Regions from separate parts of the Mus musculus genome. Here regions 1 and 3 are each linked to region 2. The links are chromatin contacts, called in public Hi-C and promoter capture Hi-C maps. All regions are on one chromosome and are shown on one strand. The core of a region is the stretch at or near the end of the contact, and the rest is flanking DNA. Distances in the headings are between cores, read along the strand shown.

Evidence for each region. Promoter capture Hi-C pulls out the DNA fragments that hold promoters and counts their contacts. A called contact is a pair of places that touch in the nucleus more often than the background predicts.
Region 1: a Hi-C map of liver shows a contact between it and region 2, with 5 times the contacts expected there. The contact joins two enhancer-like sites. A contact is called at or near these places in 3 of 39 promoter capture datasets (the 3T3-L1 cell line, cranial neural crest and frontonasal cranial neural crest), 6 of 484 Hi-C or Micro-C datasets (embryonic stem cells, liver, nephron progenitors and 1 more) and 1 of 9 other capture datasets (adipose tissue).
Region 3: a promoter capture Hi-C map of liver shows a contact between it and region 2, with 2.6 times the contacts expected there. The contact joins two enhancer-like sites. A contact is called at or near these places in 3 of 39 promoter capture datasets (hippocampal neurons and liver), 2 of 484 Hi-C or Micro-C datasets (liver and nephron progenitors) and 2 of 9 other capture datasets (adipose tissue and liver).

Annotation. Positions count from the first base shown.
Region 1 is chr8:93,398,553-93,401,252 of GRCm38.p6, reverse strand. No RefSeq gene overlaps it. Among named protein-coding and RNA genes, the nearest start is that of Ces1h, 20 kb to the right of the region's middle. Within about 2 kb of position 1,397, at least 6 of the 459 cell types and tissues checked have an H3K27ac peak or open chromatin away from gene starts, as enhancers often do. A contact at or near this core is called in liver, where this site is marked.
Region 2 is chr8:93,162,354-93,165,053 of GRCm38.p6, reverse strand. No RefSeq gene overlaps it. Among named protein-coding and RNA genes, the nearest start is that of Ces1c, 32 kb to the right of the region's middle. Within about 2 kb of position 1,358, at least 2 of the 459 cell types and tissues checked have an H3K27ac peak or open chromatin away from gene starts, as enhancers often do. A contact at or near this core is called in liver, where this site is marked.
Region 3 is chr8:93,331,636-93,334,335 of GRCm38.p6, reverse strand. Ces1g (carboxylesterase 1G) reads left to right here. Exons shown (of 14, transcript NM_021456.4): 3 at 604-748. Among named protein-coding and RNA genes, the nearest start is that of Ces1g, 4.2 kb to the left of the region's middle. Within about 2 kb of position 1,380, at least 25 of the 459 cell types and tissues checked have an H3K27ac peak or open chromatin away from gene starts, as enhancers often do. A contact at or near this core is called in liver, where this site is marked.

The DNA of each region.
Region 1 (2,700 bases), core at 148-2,647, 240 kb before region 2:
AATTTTGTATAAAAGAAGACATTAAATGTATGCAGTGCAGGGTGACTTTGACTTTAATTTCTTTCCATGAGAAGACTCATGTAAAAATTGATTACTTTATCAGTGAGTGCATACCATGTGTGTTCTTTTGTGATTGGGTTACTTTACTCGGGATGGTATCCTCCAGATCCATCCATTTGCCTAAGTATTTCATAAATTCATTGTTTTTAAGAGTTGAGAAGTACTCCATTGTGTAATGTACCACATTTTCTGTGTCCATGGAAGGAGTTACAAAGTATGGAGCAGAGACTGAAGGAGTGATTATTCAGAGACTGCCCCACTTGGGGATCCTTCCCATTATACAATCACCAAACCCAGACACTTTTGTGGATGCCAACAAGTGCTTGCTGACAGAAGCCTGTTATAGCTGTCTCCTGAGAGGCTCTACCAGTGCCTGACAAATACAAAAGTGGATGCTCACAGTCATCCATTGGACTGAGCACAGGGTCCCCAATGCAGGAGCTAGAGAAAGGACCCAAGGAGCTGAAGGGGTTTGCACCCCCTTAGGAGAAACAACAATATAAACTAACCAGTACTCCCAGAGCTCTCAGGGACTAAACCATCAACCAAAGAAAACACATGGTGGGACTCATGGCTCCAGGTGCATATGTAGCAGAGGATGGCCTTGTTGGTCATCAGTGGGAGGAGAGGCCCTTGGTCCTGTGAAGGCTCTATGCCCCAGTGTAGGGGAATGCCATGGCCAGGAAATAGGAGTGGGTGGGTTGGTGAACAGGGGGAGAGGGGAAAGGGTAGGGGATTTTCAGAGGAAAACCAGGAAAGGGGATATTTGAAATGTAAGTAAAAAATATCTAATAAAAAAATAAAAAAGACCCCCCTATTTCCCCCCCCCCCCAAAAATTGATGACTTTGCCACTGAACCACTGGTTGTCCTTTTAGTGTCTGCCTGTCTCCTTGAGTGATTTGTAGTTTGAAGGCAGAAGTTAAGAACTCATCTTGTGACCCTGGGCCTAGCTCAATTCTGATTTCCTTTACCATGCCTGTGACACCAGGGCTGTGGTCTAGTCCTCTGCCCTCCTCTTGATCTGCAAGAGCCTTTTCCTTGACCTCGGGTATTCAGATGTTGTTGATGCTACCATTGTTGACAGTGTGTACTCAGATTTGGACCTGAGCTCCTCCAGAAAGTCAGGCTGGGGGTGGTGTCCCTCCCCCCTTTAGTTAGTTAGTTTGTTTGGTTTTTGAGGTTCATTCCCCATCTCATGGGTTTCATAATGTTTCTCCTCTGAGCACCTCTTTTCACTTTTGGCCGGCAAGTGTTTTGCTCTTATGACAACACAGGCAGTTTGTTTTGGCTGGGGCTGAGTTGCTTCATTCAATTCATCTGCCGTTCCATGCAGCCTCCTTTCATGTTCTTTGTGGTGTCCTCAGGGCTAGTGAGAGTGCTGTGAGGGCCAGAGTGCACAGGATCACCAGGCTGAAAGTGTTCTCACAACCTTCAGTACTTTTGGTTGTGGTGTTTCTGAGCACCTTCCTCTATGTGACAGTAGGGTGCTTGTGAACCTCTCCACCATGCACAACACTTCACCTCAGTTACAGCCTCGTCCTGAGGGCCTTTGGCACTCTTACTGTTCTACCTGTAATCAACCTTCATCCTGGGATTTCCATATCTGACTCTTGTCAGGCTTTTCAGGCGTAGGCTCTATTTCACCCTGCAACCTGTTATTTCCTCTTTGACCTTTAGCTGGATACTCACAGCCCATGGTGTGTCATGCTGCTGGTGAAATGACCAGGTAGATGGTCTATTTGGATTACATTCAATTAGGTACCTGCTATCTGCTGTGGTATAGTCTTTAGATGTCTGAATCAAAGAACATGACAGCAGGACTCTCGTTGGATGCTCCTGGGTTGTTGTCCTCTCGATGGGTGAAGGATCACCTAATCCACATGGAGGTGTTTTATACACACTGGATATGTTGATCCAACCTCAGGCACTGGTGGAGAAGAGCTCAGATTTCCTTTTTCCCAATGGAGGTCACCTTTGACATTGCGGTCAGGCAGAATATGAAGGTAGATGGACATGACAGCTTCAAGGAGTACTTTGCTCTTAGTAAATGGCTCAATCTAATCATGTGTGCAAGGAGACAGTTCACCAGTCTACCTATATAAAAACTCCATGGAGTTCAGCCACTGTCATTTATGTTGGGGCTAAAGTGAGATTCCAGGACACAGTGAACTTCTGTAGACCCTGAAATTGTGGAAATATCACTGGTCTTCATAGCCAGTTGCCCCAAGACAGCAGACTTTGGCAGTGCATGCAGGGCACTGGAAGCAAGACTGTTGCATGCCTTGGCTGTTGCCCTGACTATGAAGTTCTAGGTTCCATTGCTGGTTGTGATGCAGTTTGAGAGAAGAATCATGATAACATCTTATGCTTAGTGGAGACCCTGACCACCATCATCTAGTTTAAGGGGCTTAAAGGTCCTTTCCATCTCCTAAGTTCCTGTTGGTTTGTGGTTCTAGAGGTTGAAGCAAACCCAAAGTCAACAAGGAGGGAAGAAATATTCGGAGAAACAGTAGACTCATTACATTTCTTTCTTTTCCCTGAAACAAAGTCTAGGAGAGAGATTTGAATCCTTGGCAGGATTTGTACACATGTACCTTCCCCTCTGACGAACAGAGGATTATACTTAATGATGCATTTTT
Region 2 (2,700 bases), core at 109-2,608:
GAGAACCACAGACCCAAGAAGAGGCTTACACCCATTCCAGACTCCTCTGTAGATGTCCTCCAGGTGCTTATGAATAAGTCTGTGGACATGTTGCAATACTGGGATAAATTTTTCTCTAGGAATGCATAAAGCACACCACTACTCCATTTCCATAAGGGAACTATACTCTGCCCACATGGGGGAATCTTTAGATACCAGATGAAGGCTTATTGCAGCCAAAGGAAAAAGTTGTAAAGTTCTGTAACCCATTGCATGAATAGAACAAATAGTACTGGACCTAAGTCATCATTATTGCTGCTGAGAAACAGGGTCAGCGAAAAGACTTCATCTTACCCACCCAGGGTTCTAAGATTAAGACAGGACAATGACTACGTAACCCACTCCTCATTAGCATTGAGTCAGTAGATGTCCTGTATCAACTAACAGAAGTCAGCTAATGGGTGTGCCAGTGTGGGAGAACTCTCTGGAGTCAAGAAAGCAAGAAAAAGCAATTTCAAAGGTGTGAGGCAGAATTAAAGTGTGCTATTTTATTTCAAATTTTATGTAGCTTATATTGTAGTGTGAAGTTACAGTGTGATGGTTCAAAGATGGGTACTGAAAGCTCAAGCCAACCATAAACGATGTTTCAACCTTTGATCATTGTCTTTCTGCATCTGCCTTATTTAGCTTCATTTGTTGTTCTCCAGTTCCATTTATCTATCTTTTTGTAAACACAAAATTTTATTCTCAAAAATGAAGAACAGTCCATATATACAATGTGTATATATACCACATTTTCATTATCCACTCTCATGGGGCCAGTCCAAGTGAACAAGTGAGCAAATCATTAAGGGATAAATGATTTGCTCCTAGGGAAAGGAGAGCAGGGCAGGCTGTATGTCCTGAAAACAACTTAGAGCATCTAGAAGGCAGGGGAATACTAGAACAACATCATTTGTAATGCTGTCATTGATATCAAATCAGATTAAATATTAGTGGTTAGTCATGATATGGGTCTAAAATGACAAGTGAGGGGATCTTCACTGGACTCTTCTAGCTGAGTGGCTACAGCCCAGCATCTTGGTAGGATGGTGTCAGTAGGGCTCCAGAAGAAGAAACACCACCTGTGTATACATTATGGAACAGCCACCACCAGCAAGTCCAACATTGCCAAGACTGTTGCTCATGCTGACCCCTCTGTGGCCATGTCAAAAGGACTAGTCAAGGACTTTAACTGATGAGTGGACAACACGATTATCTGGCAGGAAGAAGAAAAGACTACATCCAAGGCAGTGGAGTCATCCAAGATCATCCTGGGAGGATCCAGTGTCCACATGGACTGCAAATCCCATGTGCATGGTAACCCATGGAAATACCATGCCCTTTGAGCAACACCAGCCATTGAAGGACAAGATCTTGAGATCTCTGCTCATGGGTGGACTGGGCTCAGTTTCAATGGATTGGTACAATTTTCAAACAAGAGATCAGCAACCTTTTCAAATGGACAGAGTTCAACAAATAGTGATTCATGAACTTTGAGGTACAAAAGGGCATGTTCAATAAATGCCCACTCACCACTCACCCCCCTTTTTTAAACATAAAATTCTAGGAAGGAGCTCTTGTTATTTGCCACATCCACTCTAGTAAAAGGTGTGTGGCTGGCCCAAAACCTTGGATGCGGTCCTGAATCAAAATGTTTCAGAGAAACTTAGTCTCCTGGAGCCGTGGCATCCTATAGCATGAATGCTCCACATTTGTCCCAGGTTGAGGGGCCAACTGAGTCCAGTCTGCAGCAGTTATTCCTTCTCACTCTGTGACTCCTATCAAATGATTGTCAAGGTACAATTACCATCCTGATGTCCATACAGATTTGTAGATTCTTTTATGAAAATTTGATTCATCTATGAATATATGAACCAGGGTAGGAATTCTTATAAGAAAAAAAAAATCACCCTGTGAAATTCACCATGCTGGCTCCACTTGGTTCAGTATTAATGATTGTGATGATGAACAATAAAATTATTACAGGTACATATAGCCTCTGATAATTGCCTTCAAGAATGGCTGGAGGATGCTATCGTTGTAGGATTTGGGGAATGGAGCCAGGTAGATGCTAGACAACCTAACCTAATTCTAATCAGGAAAACCAAGTCAGTGTTTTAATCCAGCAGACATGGTGAAAGATCATAACCAGGCATATTATACCAGCTCCTCAACATAGACTCAGTCATATCAAGTACAACCCCATGGAAGCAGAAATTCTACAGAAGGCCCAGAGAGATGCTTTTTCCAGAGGCAATCTCAACAAAGTAATCTTCCAGGTTAAAAAGAGGCTTCTGGACCCCTTTGGCCTGCTTAAAAAGGATGTCCAGAGATGTCTCTGGGCAGCTAGCATTTGCCTCTTTCACCCCCAATAAGGCTTCACAGGAGTTAGTAATGAGGAATGATAAGGTCAGTAACCATATGTTGACCAACCTAGATCCCCTTCATTTGGTTGTAGTGTTCAACAGTAAGCAACTGCAAACCCAGCAAATTTGGGATCTATTACTATGTCTATAGGATCTCTTACACCAGGAAGAGGTGTTCACATAAGTGACAATAACCAGGAATGATCCTTAGGGTAGGGTCAGTGCCCTGGTTAGTATAATATGTTCTGCCTGTTGGTAGTCCTGGGTAGGAGGAGCCATGACTCTACAGTTATGTTCTAGCTGACAATAGAGT
Region 3 (2,700 bases), core at 131-2,630, 170 kb before region 2:
GCAGTACCCTTAGAGTTAATACTTTTTTTCCTGGACCTGGCATTTTGAGTCTCAGTAGAGGAATTTGCCCAAAATGGCCCAGCTTATTCGTGGTTGAAGCAGAACTATGATGTAGTTTTTCCTAAGCTCCCTTATAAAGCACAATTCCTGACCTGTGCAGTGTATGTGTTTGTTGTTAGAGATTGTGCCATTGGTTGAATGAAAATATCTCAACGATAAGGACATGTTCTTCTGATGGAGTACCACATCAGTCTATCGCCCATAATAGAAAGCTCAGCAGAGGCTTGGACACAACATCTATCCTGGCCATGAAGAGAATGCTGTATTGAAGGACAGGCCAGCATCTGAGTTCTTCTCTCCTGGGCTTAGGGTATCCAAAAACTCTGGGAAGGAGAAAGACACCAAGCCCTTCTCTCTCTCTGCAGAGTTAGAAGGCATTAGAGAAGTCAAAGTTTCCCCCAGGAAACACATAGACCTCCCCACCACCCCTTACACACCGATACTAACTGCATGACCAAGTTCAAACCTGGTGCAAGGTTGAGCGGCAGACAGCATGCCCTACTTCCATCTGGTGGAAACTCAGGCGTTCTTTCTCCTTCCCAGGTGCTACCAAAACCCAGAGGCAGCATTGAGGCTCGCTGAGCTCTTCACCAACCAAAGGAAGATCATTCCCCACAAATTTTCTGAGGACTGTCTCTACCTCAACATTTATACTCCTGCTGACTTAACACAGAACAGCAGGTTGCCCGTAAGCATGGGGATCACTGGTCTAGACTTGTGGGTACTAGCATCTATAGCCTGTGCGCCACTGGAAAGGGACAAAGGCAGCTAGGGGCAGTGTCTTCACAGTCCAGGACTTAAGTAGGGGTCCAAGGCCTGTTAACCACCAAATAAGAGACCCTTTTTGGCCTGTGAGTCCCAGTGTATTAGACTCTTGGTGGAGACCGCCCTGATTCTGAGAAACAAATCGTAACCTTCCAAACTCTTATATTAACAATGACAGTAACCTCAAGTTTTAGTTTCTGGAGTGACAACCTGATTCCAGAGTAGCTAAGAAATAATTTCAACAAACTTAAGCTGAAAACACACACACACTCACACACACACACACACACACACACACACACACACACACACACACACACTCACGCACGCACGAGTGCATGTACACACTCAGAAATGATACATTCTACATGATAGTTTACATAAGTAGAAACTGAGGCTCTGGTGAGGGAAACTAGGACACACAGTGAGTAGGCAGGGCAATAGCATGGGTCTTTTAATATTTAAACCTGTGCTCTTTGATAAGGACTAGCAAAGGTAGCTGGAGTATCACCTTTCTACCCACAGTAACAGCGATAACTTTCATTGGCCTGAGACAAAGTTCTGAGGGGAGGAGCCTGTGGGAAATGAGAAGTGCTCTCCTTTGCCTTTTGTCAACAAGGCTGGATTTTACTGTGGGTCATTGCTATCAGTAACTGCCTCTGGCACAGGCTGATGCTGCAATGAATCAGCATTTCCACATAAACAAAGTGGTTTGGAAAGGGGCTTTTGGAAAGAACCAATCCCTGGGGTGTAGCAAGTCAAATGCCAAAACCCTGCCAGTCTCCATGGACAGGAGTAGGGAGAAGAGAGTTTGAACTTGGACTATTATTAGGGCCCACACATACTTTCCAATGTACAGGAAACGTGGGGACAAATGTTCATTCACTCAAACTCTGATTTCTTCATTCATTTCTTGTGTACACAGTGCCCCAAGCACAGCCATATTTCTGGTCAAGGAAAGCAAGGACATAAGCCACTGTCACACAGCCCTCCATGTCTTTAAGGACCTTGATATCATCAGCCTAGACTTACAAACTGCTCAGGTCGGGGAGGTCATTTCTCACCCTCACTGGCCATTGTCTCCAGCTTCCATAAGATGACCTTGGTTTAGTTGCTACTGGAGGTGGCATAGAACCTGCTTGTGTGGGCAAGGGTGCAGGGATTCTGGGAACCTTCAAGCAGGAGACCATCAATTTATGGACAGAGATCCAAGAGCCACAGGGACTGGGGTTAAATTCTGCCTCTGCTGTCATCTCTTGTTCCAATTACTGATTTACTGTGTCATGACCATAGGCAGCAGGGATTAGGAGCTCAGTGAACAATGCTGGAGCTACGTAGCTCAGTCAAGCCATAGGGTCTGGTGAAACCACACTACCACATTACATCCCAGGTGGCAAAGTGTCTTTGTTTTTTCACGATGCAGTGGGCATTATTCTTATTTCCATACGGTGGCCATTTCTTTGCCTTATTGCACTTCTTAGTTCACAGTATGCATTATGACTTCTGTTAAACAAATAGGATTTTGTAAACTCTCATTTCTTTTCTGCTCAATATGTACTTTCTCTCTCTCTCTCTCTCTCTCTCTCTCTCTCTCTCTCTCTCTCTCTCTCTCACACACACACACACACACACACACACTGCAAATTTTTGCATCCTTTCACCTTCAAGTTTTAGCAGTCTTTGGTACATAATGAGCCCTCAAATAATGTTACCCAAAGTAATAAAGACATCATGGAGAAAACAGAAGCAAGCTGGACTTAGCAGGGTGGGAGGAGTAAGGTGTGCTGAGGGAGCACTGTAGAAGTGGGTACCATCAGGCTGCTGTGCTCCTCATCAAATAGTCACCAACAGAGAAGTTCAATTTATCACTGGGGG